Linked DNA regions of Mus musculus: region 2 is linked to region 1. The links are chromatin contacts, called in public promoter capture Hi-C maps. All regions are on one chromosome and are shown on one strand. Each heading gives the region's core, a stretch centred on a gene start, on an enhancer-like site or on the middle of the called end of the contact. The rest is flanking DNA. Distances are from core to core; before and after follow the strand shown. Region 1 holds the start of Cox7a2 (cytochrome c oxidase subunit 7A2). Region 2 holds the start of Ibtk (inhibitor of Bruton agammaglobulinemia tyrosine kinase).

Region 1 (6,517 bases), core at 1,156-3,655:
TTCGGAGACCTGGTAGTAAATTTCTAGTGAATTTAGGATTAATCAATAAAGTCTGATCGATTGAGGCAAATTTAAGCCAAATTTTTCTGTCCAAGTAATGGCAGTTAAGAATGCAGAAACAAGTTAGTGAAGAGCCCTGGGACGGACAGAGTTGTGGAATGAAGCCAACACATTAGATGATTTGTTCTTGTTCATTTGCTTTTATGTTCAATGGATTTTTATGTGTGTAGACAGAGTCCTTTTTTTTTCTAACAAGCATTTTTTTTTAAAATCTGGATGATGGGAAACAACAGTGACAGAAGATGAAGATCGAAACAAATTAAGACTTTTGCAGAAATAAAATCACAAGATGTTGCTGGCTTGGCCTGCAGTGGTGATGTTACAGATCATAAATGGTCAGATAAGATTCTGAAGTTGTACAGATAGAATTTGATTGTAGGGTTTGGTAGAAAAATGTTAATGTTTGGGGGAAATTGCAGAGACTTTAAGAGATTAAAAAATGAAAGTATAAATAGTTTAGTATGAATTAGGGAAAGGTATGTTGAAATTTTGGTGTTGGTAGGATGAGGAGTCAAGCAGAAACTAAGGATCAACGTGCAAGAGGACTCTTAGGAGAGTGGTGTGTGGAAACCTCCTTAAAAGGCTCGCATTCCACACTCATGTTGCTCCCTTTGCCTTGATAGTTTATTTCCAAATTAAAATGTACTCTGGGGGAATGAGCACCTGTGATATCCGTGGCTGATAATGCAGAAGCTTGCCTAAGAAGTGATTTTGGAAAAGACTAACACAAAAGGAGGGGCACACAAGTTGCAGAAGTCTGCTTTTATTCTGGAGAGAATGGGATAGAAACACTGTTTTGTTTCATATGTGTCCTTTCCTTTTTAAAATGGAATGTGTCTGTAGATGGAGTGGTCCAGTAAAGAGAAAATTGTACTGCCCTAAGTGACAACGCTGTTATAGGTAGTTTTAATGTAAACTCTTGGTTCTTCTTGGACAGTCACTATTCCTAGGAATGTCAAACAGTATGCACTTAGTGTTGGTTAGTAGGCCTATTTTTTTCTAAGATTTACTTATTATTATATGTAAGTAGCTGACTTCAGACACACCAGAAGAGGTAATCAGATCTCATTATGGGTGGTTGTGAGCCACCATGTGGTTGCTGGGATTTGAACTTAGGACCTTCAGAAGAGCAGTCAGCGCTCTTACCCGTTGAGCCATCTCACCAGCCCCCCTAGTAGGCCCATTTTTATTAGTGTTAGGGGAATGGTAAGTATACAGTCGGTTCTGGGAAAACTTATATCCTGTGGTGAAACAGCGACAGCAGCACAAACTTTAACGAATTCCAATTACAGACAATAAATGTAAAAAACAAAACAAAAAAAAAAAAAAAACAAAACTCCCCATCCCCAGCTGTTGGTAATTATGCTCGATGGTACATTGAATAATTAAGAGGTGGTAGAAAAAAAGTCAGTTATAATGGGTGTTTATAAACTTGGTAAGGAAGAAAATTTAGACTGTGTTGGGGGTACAGTAGGTTATGAAGAAAAAAGTACCCCAAGATTTGAAGGAATTAAGCATTACCAGTTTTTATTCACGCAACACTGTGGAACCCGTTTATCATTAGCTTTTACCTGAAATGGCAATGAAGTCGTTTCTGAGTTTGCAAAAGGGTGGAAAGACATTTGTATTGTTGAGTAGATTATTTTTACTTGTACATTAGTGTGCAGAAGAATAAAGGCAGTTGTAAGGAGGAATAGTTATGCAAGACTGATGCAAAATGCTAACAGCCTATCTGTAAAATACGCGCACTTCTGACAGCTCCATCCAGGAGTGAAATGTGCTGCGGATCTGAGAAAGCACGACACAGTCGATATTTGTGTTGAACGTGGATTTAAAAATGTATTCCCCTCTTTTCAGCGTTTTCCCAGACTCAATAACGAAGTCAGCCAGTTCCAGTCTGGGGACACAGGAAGAGCTTCCAGCACAAGGAGTTTAGCAGAAGATCCACAGGTTGGCATACCTGTGGATGCCAACATCGGTCGTTCCTATATGATCTCAGCACAAAGACTAACGCCTCCCACTTTCATCTGTGGAAGACAAACCCTAAAACTGGACTCTATCCGTATTAAGAGGAGCTTTTGAATATTTAAGCTTGTACGACGTAGCTTTGACATCCATTGTTCCTTCAGACTGTAAACAATGGCTCAAAGCCTTCTCACAAGACAAGCTACTTTCCGGGTAGTCTGGTTGTCCACTGACTTCACCAGAGCGTATGAAGAGGGCTGCAAGACTTCACGCCTCTCCATTGCGGGTGGCGTTTGCTTTCCATTGTGATTCTGGGTCCGGCGGCAGGCGCGGCAGGGCGGAGCCAAGTGGTAAGGATAGCTTCGGAGGTCCGGAGGCTAGACGGGCCGCTGCGAGAAGTCGCTCTGGCTCGCCTTCCGCTCTCTATGGTCGGGAGCGCGAGCCCCTCCTCTTCCCGGAACGAGCCCTCTTGCTCGACGCGCGCGCAGCGCTAGGAGGGAGTTCCGTTTCCGGTCTGGTGGCTTTCGATTTTTGGCGTTCAGTAGTCGCGGTTGGTGGGTAACAACCGAGCCAAGATGTTGCGGAATCTGCTGGTAGGTAGCTTTGGGGGTTTGGCTGGTACTGGAGTGTCGGGGCGGAGGGTCAGGCATCCTGACAGAAAGGCGTGCTGGAAATGTGGCAGAAGACAGCAGCCGGAGTCACCTTGGCCGCGCGTCCTTTTCCCTGACCTTCCGTCCACTCGCCCCTGGCTGTTTCTGGGTAGTCGTAGAGGGAAGAGCAGGATCGCATTTGGTTCTTGGTCACTACAGCTTACCGTTGCTTATGGCTATGACTGTAGCTCTGACGTAGGCTCCAGTGGGGGGATCTTGGACACCTGGAAAACCTAGGTGGAAGGTGGCTTTTTGTTGTCATTTTGTTTTGTATCATAGTGAAAAGATAAAATTTTACCTGATTCAAAGAAGTAAGCCAAAGAACTAAATTGTACAGTTTTAGTTGGGATTTAATGGGTTTCATGATTGAAGTGTAATGACGATTCAGAATTACCTTTAACACTTGGTGAATATTTCTCCAAAATTTAAAAAGGTGTGTTTTGATTTTATTTTGTAATCGTTTAACACAATTAAGACTTAACACCAATTACATTTTTCTTAGATGTCCAGGAGTGTTCTAGCATGTGCCCTCCACTGCAAAGTAATTTTTCAGTGCCTTGGCTATCCTGGAACTAAATCTGTAGACTAGCATGGCCTCTGCCTCCCTAGTGCTGCGATTAAAGTCTTGAGCCTCCACTACCCTGCCAGGAATAGATTTTTGACATAGGCAAATATTAAATGAAAATGTTAGAACTTATAAGATGTCTATATCATTTATTTTTCTGTATATCAGCATGTTTTGTTCTATAAAATACTACTGATTAATTTCAGGCACAGGTTATATATAGGTCATGGTTTCTGAAGACTATGATATGTAACATGAAGCACAGAGCAGAGAATAGACAACATGTAGAAAATCTGGATGCTAGTCTTGGATAGTACTGACAAGTTCGATAATGCTTTAAATCTCAGCTTCCTTTCAGTGTGAAGGGTTGGAAGTTGCCTTTACAGGTTTCTTTGGACTCTTAGGTCTTGTTCGATGCATGTGAATTTTCTGTTTCAGGCCCTTCGTCAGATTGCCCAGAGGACCATCAGCACCACTTCACGAAGGCATTTTGAAAACAAGGTTCCAGAGAAACAAAAGCTGTTTCAGGTACTGAAGTGTTCTATGTGATTGTTAATTGTAACAGAGCTGGCACGGTAGAGTAAGTCCAGAGGATCTGCTTCTTAGAGGCTCTCAAGGTTTTTTTTTTTTTTTTTTTTTTTTTTTTATCGTAAGGAGGATTATTTGCTGTGTCTAAGAGGTGCTCAGGGAGGTGGGAAAAATGCAGAAGCCAGTGAATTGTGTGTGTGATTTGATGAATTGGTAATCTTTGGGGGAATAATTGCATAAACCATAAAAAAGAGTCCAGAAACAAAAAATAAGCAGGAATTGTTACAGGGTGTAGCATACCTGCAGGGAAGAGTACAGTAAATAATTTTAAGTGGGGAAGGCTTCTAAGGAAACATCAAAAGACACCCCCCCCCCCCAGGAGAACAACCAAGATCTAAAAATACACGCTTTATTGCTGAAGGAGAAGAAACAGATGTGCAGCTTAGGTATGGTTGTGTCACTGGTACTCAAAGAATTGCAGATTTGTAAGAAATGTATGATCTCACTATAGCTGTCAGGGCGCGAGATGAAGATTTCTGTGGAATGTGGCAGGCATTGCAGTTCTGACTGACACTTAGTTAGCCTTGTATTCTGCTCCTGCCCTAACTCCTGCATCCTAGCTAGTGGATTGGAAGCTGCAGAGGTTTGGAGAATGCCATTTCATGGGGACAGAATATGATTTCTCTGGCTATCGAGATGGAGGACCACTGCTGGCCCCATGCACTGGTGGAACAGAAGTTCTGCCATGTGCTCTTGCCTTCAAAGCTATGAAGCCCCTTTCTGGACACAAATTTTTTATATACCAGCTTGACCGTGTCAGTGTCACCAAGAGATGGTTGTGACCCTGTCATTATCTTTTCGGTTTTGTAGATTTAAGGCTATTCTGCCCTGACTTTAAATGTTCTTAGAATCAAAAAAACAAACAAACAAAAAAACCAAAACTGTAGCTTCTCTGGCAGTTATTGGAGCAGTCTTTTCAGAGCAAACAGAAATGAGTGGTAACCTCACTCCTTGCCATATAAGTAGAAATATTTAAAATAGAATGTTTGCCAGGTATGGGAGAAAGATAGCATCAGTCACAGGCTTTTTACAAGCTGAGCAGTGTATGCATTAGAGACAGAAGTTTAGCTGGTACTGGAAATACTGTAAACAAGTCTATTAGTTAAGAAGCCTTCTCTCAGATACTTGTGTAGACTCTGTGCATGAGCATAAGGAACTTGAAAAAGGATTTTAACCCAACCTATAAATTATTGGAGGGTTGAGTAATGTAGTTCAGACATTCTTTTTTTCCCGATAGAATATTATGTACTCATTGAAGAGAGAATTAAAACAGAGTATAAATGTCTAACATCATTACATAGCACAGTGCCGTTTTGTATATTAGTACATATAAGGTAAAAGAATTGGTAAATAATAAGCATTAACAGTAGAGATGTATGCCATAACTGTTTTGGGTGGTATGTCTTGAAGAGAGGCCCTGCAGATTGGAACAGTTTTATTGTGCTGTATAATTTTTCCCTATGCAAAATTTCAAGTAGTAAAGTATTATATATGCTACATAAAAACAAGATTCTTAAGTGGATATAAGATGATAGACTAGTAGCCTGGCGTGGTGGCTCACACCTTTAATTCTAGTACTCAGGAGGCAGAAGCAGGCGAATTTCTGAGTTTGAGGCCAGCCTGGTCTACAAAGTGAGTTCCAGGACAGCCAGGGCTACGCAGAGAAACCCTGTCTCGAAAAACAAAACAAACAAAAAAGATGATAGACTAGTGTTATAAGTCAGAGCCCCCGGCCCCATTTGGTAAGGGGAAAAAAATCTTCCTGGAGATTGACTGGCCAGTATCTTATATTTACATTGTTGAATTCAAGGAATATATTTTATTGCTCTGGTTTGTCCTCAAAAACACCTCATTAGGTCTCAAATTAGCTTGAAAACGATGCTGTCTTTTACAAGTTTGTAAATTTAAAGTAGTGGTAGAGAAAGGATAAAAGTTGTAAGCCTTTTAAATTCTGTGAGTATCTGTAGCTGTTGGCTTTATATGAATAATTAATATCCTGACTTTTAACTGGAAGCAGGTGATACATGTATCAATGTCTGGTTTTTGTTTTTTGTTTTTTTTTAACCAGGAGGATAATGGGATGCCAGTTCATCTGAAAGGCGGGGCATCTGATGCCCTCCTCTACAGAGCCACAATGGCTCTGACGCTTGGTGGTAAGACATCTTTTGAGGGTTTACAAGTCAAGAGTAGCTGTGACAGTTTTCTTGCTTTTGATGTGGTGTGTTTATTGCAGTCTGTCTGCACACCATCTCTATGTAGCTCAGATGAGCAGTCAGGAGGGCAGCTAAAACACACTGCTTGACCTTCAAGTAGGTCTGGCAAGGCAGGTTTGTGGTTAACAGAGCTAGTTTTCTATATGTCACTAGTGCTTCTCAACACCCTTCCACACACATACCCCAAATATTCACACTCTAATAGGGGGTTAAAAAAGATTGTACTCTTTATTATATTGAGGGCTTTGTTGTTATCCTTATATTGAAGGATATCTACACTTTTAAAATAGAAATGATGAAAGTAGACTAATTTAAATATTTTTTAGCATTTATCAAGACACTTTTATGTTTGATCACCGATGTGTATGTGTGCTCCCACTAGAAATCAAACCCACGAACTGAACTTAGGCATTAGATGCAAACAGACTACCATTGCCATATTCCCAGAACTTAGGCATTAGATGCAAACACTCTAC
Region 2 (6,517 bases), core at 2,988-5,487, 6.0 Mb before region 1:
GTTGTACTTTTTATTAATGCATAGTGACCTTTAAAAATATCTAATTTTCTTAATTTTACTCTATCATGTATCAGCACTGCTACACCAGCTGACTTTAACTTACACTCACTTGATACCTTGATTTCCATCCTTTGACTCAGATTCTCTGGGTGGGCTTACCAGTGAGTTATGTTTTGTTGTTGTTGTTGTTTGGTTGGTTTGGTTTTTTGTTTTTGTTTTTTTGAGACAGGGTTTCTCTTTGTAGCCCTGGTTGTCCTGGAACTCACTCTGTAGACCAGGCTGACCTCGAACTCAGAAATCTGCCTGCCTCTGCCTCCCAAGTTCTGGAATTAAAGGCATGTGTCACCACTGCCCGGCTTATATTTCTTAGAGACAGCAAATAGTTGAAATTAGTTTTTTATTATTATTTTAAATTCTGTCAGCTAGTCTGCATCTTTTTGTTGATGAGTTAGGTCATTTACATTGGAATTTATCATAGAGAGACATTTACTGAATCCTATAACTTTCTTATGGGGTTGTCTGGTTAATGCCTTGATAATTTCTCTGCCCCTCCCCTGCCATCTCTCTACACTATTTACATCAGAAATGTGATGGTTATGATGTTGGACATGCTATATTCCCTCTGACTCTTCATTAAGTCACTCCTCTCCTGTTTTATTTTGTGTTTGAGTCCATCTTCTTACTCTATGAATAGTACTTCCTTAAGTAGCCTTTGCAGATTGGTGATCAAGAGCCATGTTCGTCCGTGTTTGTCTGATACATCCTTACTTCTCTACCAATTTAAAGAGAGCTTTCCTGAATGTAACAGTTTTGGTCCACAGTTTTCCCTTCCAGGTCTTGGAATCTATGTTTCCTTTTCCTGAGTATCAGGACTGCTCATTAGGTAGCAGATGTGATTCTCCTGTGCTTGCCCTTGTAGGTGATTTAGAGTTTATCTCTTAACTGCTGTTAATATTGTTTCTTTTCTTTACGTTTTCAACATGAATGACTATAACATGTCATGAAGGAGTTCTACTCTGGGCATATCTATTCACGGCTATAACGAACTCTTGTGTTTGGGAGTCCATTACTTTCTTAAGAATTGGGAGAATCTGCGCTATAATTCCAGTGAGTAAATTTTCTAGATTCTTAATTTTTCTATCAGTTCCTTCTGTCAATAGAGTCTTAGAATTGGTTTCTTGATTATGTTTCAGAGCCCTTGAATGTTGTGTTCATGCTTATTTATTTTTGTTTTATTGATGCTTGAATGTAGTATATCCTCTACCCTGTCCTTCATCTCTGATTTCTTTCTTCTGCTCCGTTAAGTCTACTGGTGAGAATTATTCTTCAAAAGTTCTTTTTGTTTTTTGATCTAAGTTTCTTTCTCATCCTTTTTCCTGACATTCCCCCCCTCTGTGCTCATTACTTTTTTCTTTATGCCCTAGATTGAATCCATCTGCTTGTTTGCATCCTCTTTAAGCTAGATTTTACTAGTAAACCTTAAAAACCTTCAGCTGACACTGTACCTATTTCAGTGTCTTTGGATTCAATAATCATGGAATTACAGTTTCACAGGATGTTCTTAGAGAGTTATGTTGCTGTGCCTTTTCATGTTTCTTATGGTTTGTGTGTGTGTGTTAAAGTTTTACATCTCTTCAGTGGAATATCTCTCAATGCATTTTAGCTGTATCTGAGTATTTTCACATTAAGAATCCTTTCCCAGAGAAAGTACCACTCAGAGAGGAAACAATGAACTATTGTAACAGCAACAACATCAAACTGTGCAATATAAGAATACACCAAAGCCAATTAAGTCTCGGTATATCACCAAAGATGCAAAACAGAAAATGGCAAAACTAATGTGGAGTCTGGCATGAGATAAACAGTCACTTATGGTTAATATTGTAATAGATAAAGGAGTCAAGGTCTTAGCAAACTGGAGCAGAAGCAAAGTTAAGTCAAAGGAAAAAGAAGAGGAGTGGAGAAGACTGTTATGGAAGGAAAGAAAAATGAAGAAGCAGTTAGCAAGAAAGGGAAAAGAACTCCTCAATAACGAGAAGGCTCAAAAATAAATTAGATAAACATAAGGGAAATAAAAAAGAAGACATAAGCTTCTTTACAACTAATAAGATAAAATCCAAAATATTACTAAAAGTACACTAGGAAGGAACACAGAAACAAGTAGGAAAAGAAAAAGATTGCCCAGAATTGAAACAAAATGCATAAAAGTTTTAGAAAAGGTGTGAAGGGGAAAAAAACCTTAAATATAATAACCACCAATATTGCTAAACCTGCATAAAAGGGGAGAGCAGAAGCAATGGGAGAAGAGGAAACGAAAAGGATGAGGAGGTGAAGCCGGGTCCTTCTGTCTCAGCAGCGATCACGCAGACCATTTACCCTCTGGTGTTATGTGCTTCATTCTCACCTTGGGGTAAAAGCTGCACAGTTTGCTTTCATTCTACAGTAAAAGATTAAATCTTTATTAGCTCGGAATGTTTTAACTTATGTGGCCACCTAACACTACTGCATTTATGATATCAGTTGGTGCCACCAACTAGATTCCTTTTAAGCCCAACAGTGTATAAAAATATAAAACTCAGGCTGTTCGTGTCATAGATAATAAATAACGTTATGTCAGAGTCTCAGTTTGGTCAGCACCGCGGCAACTGTGGCTGATAAGTTTTACTTTGTAAGCAGCTTTCTAATATTCTCTTTCTGATCCTTGTTGAAGCAGGACCAGTTTCGTCCCCCATCTCCAACGGCAAAGACATTCATTCCTTGGCATGATGCTGGTCTTTCTTTTTCTGCTTCACCTAGTTATTTTCTACTTCTTCCCTAGTTTGTCATTTTTTTTGGGGGGGGGGGTCAGATGAAACCTCTTATTTTCTTTCACAGATTCGTTAAAGTTGCAATTAATTTTTGTGTATATGATTATGGCCGTATGGACATTTTGTACCCCCAATGCTTACAAGCGTTTGAGACATGGCAACTTCTAGGTGGTGTTACTGTGTGCTTGGCACTCTGCTAAGTGCTGCGGGCGTCTATCAACACATTTTCACTACAGCAACATGTATTCCATTCCCACTTTGCAGATGAGGAAATTAAGGCTTCAGAAAACCTAAATGACTTACCCAATACAAAGAAGAGACAGATAAAAGATGTGAACTCAGGGCAACACATTTATTTACATCACTAGCTTCCAGATCACTGAGCGTCTTTGTTCATGAGTGTGTACACAGCTTCCTTCCAAGTCACTGTTTATACATTACAGAATGGGTCAGAGTAGGAAGTAAGAAAGCAAATTAAGTCCTTGCACTGGGAGGAGAGCTGGGGAGCTAGGTCTGTTTCCATCTCTCCTTCAGTTTGATCTAGCAACTTACTTTCCTACAAAGTCTACAAAACAGGCAATTGGGCTGAAGCAGTCTAAGAGGGTATTGAGTTTAACTCCGTTTAATAGATGATGGTGTCAGTGGCTCATACAGCAACACAAACAGGGCCGAGGTTCAAACAACTCTGGGCTCCAAGTGCTGTTTTTCTCTGAGTCATGCTACTCCTCCCTGAACACATGTTTACTAAGGCGCCTCTGTATCAGACTTCAGCAGGAGTATGTTTTCCGTTCTGGACTGATTATTGGCACACAATTTGCAACCTTTAAAATGGCTTGTAGATTTAAGAGTTCAGGGAGGAAAACCTATTGTAAGCCTGGCGTCAGGCAGACAGATGTGACCCAAGTCAGCAGCTGGTCGCACAGTGGCGATCTGAAAAATCTATGGCGCCTTCTGACAAAAAGAGAGTGACACTCAGACAATCCGGGCACAACAGGCGGGGCACAGAGCAGCAGGGCCCAGTCTTGGGGAGAGGACACCTCTGGTTTTCCAGTTATCCCACTACGAGTGATCCGGGAAGCAACTTTTCTAAGATGCCCACGTTTCTACGGAGTGGTGCTTGGGCATCCAGCCAGTTCCTTGTTTCCTCCATCCCAGCCTTAACCTCCTTTCCGAGTGTCGACCTGCGGGGAGACAGATCTCCTAGGGTGACATCTGGCACCAAGAGGGGCAGTACTGGTTCTGAGTGTAGGGCGGCAGCCAGTGTCGACCGCACCAAGGCCGGCAGGGGTCATGCTCCTTTGGGATACTAGGGAAAGGCCACAGCTGAGGTACTGCCACGCTAGGCCTTGTGGGCAGGCCCCGACCAATCACTGTGGGGCATACACGAACTCCGGCCAATCAGCGCCCGTCTTATTCCCGAGTCCCGCCCGCTCTAGCTCAGGTTTCCCCGAACCCGGTCCCGGCGCCGACAGTCGCGGCTGTCGCTTTCCGTGCAGCCGTCCCCGGAGCTGACTCGGGCGTCCCGGCTCCTGGCTCCCTTCGTTGTCCCCGGTAGCTTTCACTAAGGATGAGTCCCTGCGCGGCCGCGCGCCTGCCCCGCGGAGACCGCCGGCGCACCTTCATCTAGCGACTGGTGAGGGCGACGGCGAAGGCGTCCTGCCAGCCCGGCAGGGGAGCGGGGCCCGGGGAGGGAACTCGCGGAGGGGGCGGCTGCCGAGCTTCGCGCCGCGTGGCACGGGCGGGTGGCCTGGCAGCGCAGCCCCGCCGCCCCTGCCAGCTAATGAATGGCCTTGTCCCGCCAAGTGCTACGTCGCCAAGCTGCCCGACACGCCCTCCAGCGACGATGCTTTTCTGGTTCCGAGGGTTGACTGGTGTCACCTCCCTTGGATCCCTTCCTAGAGGCTCCCATGTCCCCTAAACCCTTGGTGGAGTTTACAAAGTTTGAGTTCCCGCGGGCCTTGCTGAGTTTGCAGAAGCAGGTCTTGCTCTGAGCATTCGCTGCTGGGTGGAAGTGGACTGGGGTCTGTTCTGCAGAGACAGGATAGAGGGGCCTTTTGTTCGTAGCTATCAGGTTGCAAAGGCATTTTGGATCCGAGGGGAAATGGCCAACCCTGATTTAAGCCGTCTTTAACTCTGTTATCTAACACAGTCATAAAACATGAGTCGTGTTAGTCAGAGGGGATATTTTTCAAGGAGGAGAAGTTGAGTAGCACCTGTTTCCTTTATCTCGAAGTAGGTAACATTTGAAGTAGTTCCCCCCCCCCCCCCATAGTTAGTGTGGTTACCTCCATATGCAAATTACCAAACGTTTTGTGTGTGTGTGTGTGTGTGTGTGTGTGTGTGTGTGTTTTTCGTCATCAGTTCCTCACTTCTCAGTGGAGTTACTTTCATTTGTTTTTATTGATTTGGAGACCTGCTTCACCGTACCTGAGGACAGAACTATTTTCTAAAACGTGTTTTCTAAAAAAGTTTTTGCAAAACTTGAGTCACATCGCAGCTTTACAGTTTTTCAATTGGATATGTTAATCTTCGGTTTTTTTTTTTCTTTTTAGTAAATCTTGTTTGAAGGGCTTTCTGTGTGCCAATTTTTTTTTTCTGTGTGCCAATTTTTGTGTGATGATTTCATTACATTTTAAACGTTCAAGATGCTTGTGGATTATAAAATTCTAGACTGAATGAGTATGCCCAAACTTCTTTCTTTCTTTCTTCCTTTTTTTTTAAAAAATATTTATTTATTTATTTATTTATTTTACGCATATGAGTACACTGTAGCTGTACAGTTGGGAATTGAATTTTTAGGACCTCTGCTTGCTCTAGTCGGCTCTGCTCGCTCTGTTCAACTTCGCTCACTCAGTCCCTGACTGCTCCAGCCCAAAGATTTTATTTATTATTATACATAAGTACACTGCACCTGACTTCAGATGCACGAGAAGAGGGTGTCAGATCTCATTAAGGGTGGTTGTGAGCCACCATGTGGTTGCTGGGATTTGAATTCAGAAGAGCAGTCAGTGCTCTTACCAGCTGAGCCATCTCTCCAGCCCTTAATCTCACTTTTTACAAATGAAAATATTGAAGCTTTGAGAAAATTCAGAGGTTTGCTCAGGGTCCTTAGGGAAGCTACGTACTTGGGTCATGGTACTGAGCAGTAGCTGAGAGCTCACACCTGATCCGAAAGAGAGACAAACAGAGACTGAGACTGACCAGGCCTGGTTTGAGCATTTGAAACTTCAAAGCTCACCTCCAGTGACACACCTCATCTATCAAGGTCACAGCAACACACAGCCATACCTCCCAGTCTTTCCCAAACAGTTGAACTAACTGGGGGCCAAGCATTCAAGCATAGGAACCTTTGGAGTCCATTGTCATTCATACCACTGTAAACACGCATGCCCATCTGGAACTTTTTTTAAAAAATAATGTGATTTTAAAAAAGATTTATTTATTTAATGTATGTGAGTACACTATCTGTCTTCAGACACAAGAAGAGGGCATCAGATCCCATTACAGATGGTTGTGAGCCACCATGTGGTTGCTGGGAATTGAACTCAGGAACTCTGAAAGACCAGTCAGTGTTCTTAACCACTGAGCCATCTCTCCAGCTAGCCCATCTGAAATTCTACCTGGGCTTTGAAATATATATATATTTCAAATATATTTCAAATATATATATTTCAAATATATATATATATATTGTTTGTTTGAAAATTGCA

What was found. Promoter capture Hi-C pulls out the DNA fragments that hold promoters and counts their contacts.
Region 2: a contact with region 1 is called in a promoter capture Hi-C map of pre-B cells. The contact joins the promoter of Ibtk here to the promoter of Cox7a2 in region 1. A contact is called at or near these places in 1 of 39 promoter capture datasets (pre-B cells) and 1 of 484 Hi-C or Micro-C datasets (CD4 T cells).

Annotation. Positions count from the first base shown.
Region 1 is chr9:79,755,741-79,762,257 of GRCm38.p6, reverse strand. Cox7a2 (cytochrome c oxidase subunit 7A2) reads left to right here and starts at 2,405. Exons shown (of 4, transcript NM_009945.3): 1 at 2,405-2,618; 2 at 3,679-3,768; 3 at 5,897-5,981. The coding sequence starts at 2,601. It also overlaps the pseudogene Gm51685.
Region 2 is chr9:85,747,054-85,753,570 of GRCm38.p6, reverse strand. Ibtk (inhibitor of Bruton agammaglobulinemia tyrosine kinase) reads left to right here and starts at 4,237. Exons shown (of 29, transcript NM_001081282.2): 1 at 4,237-4,440.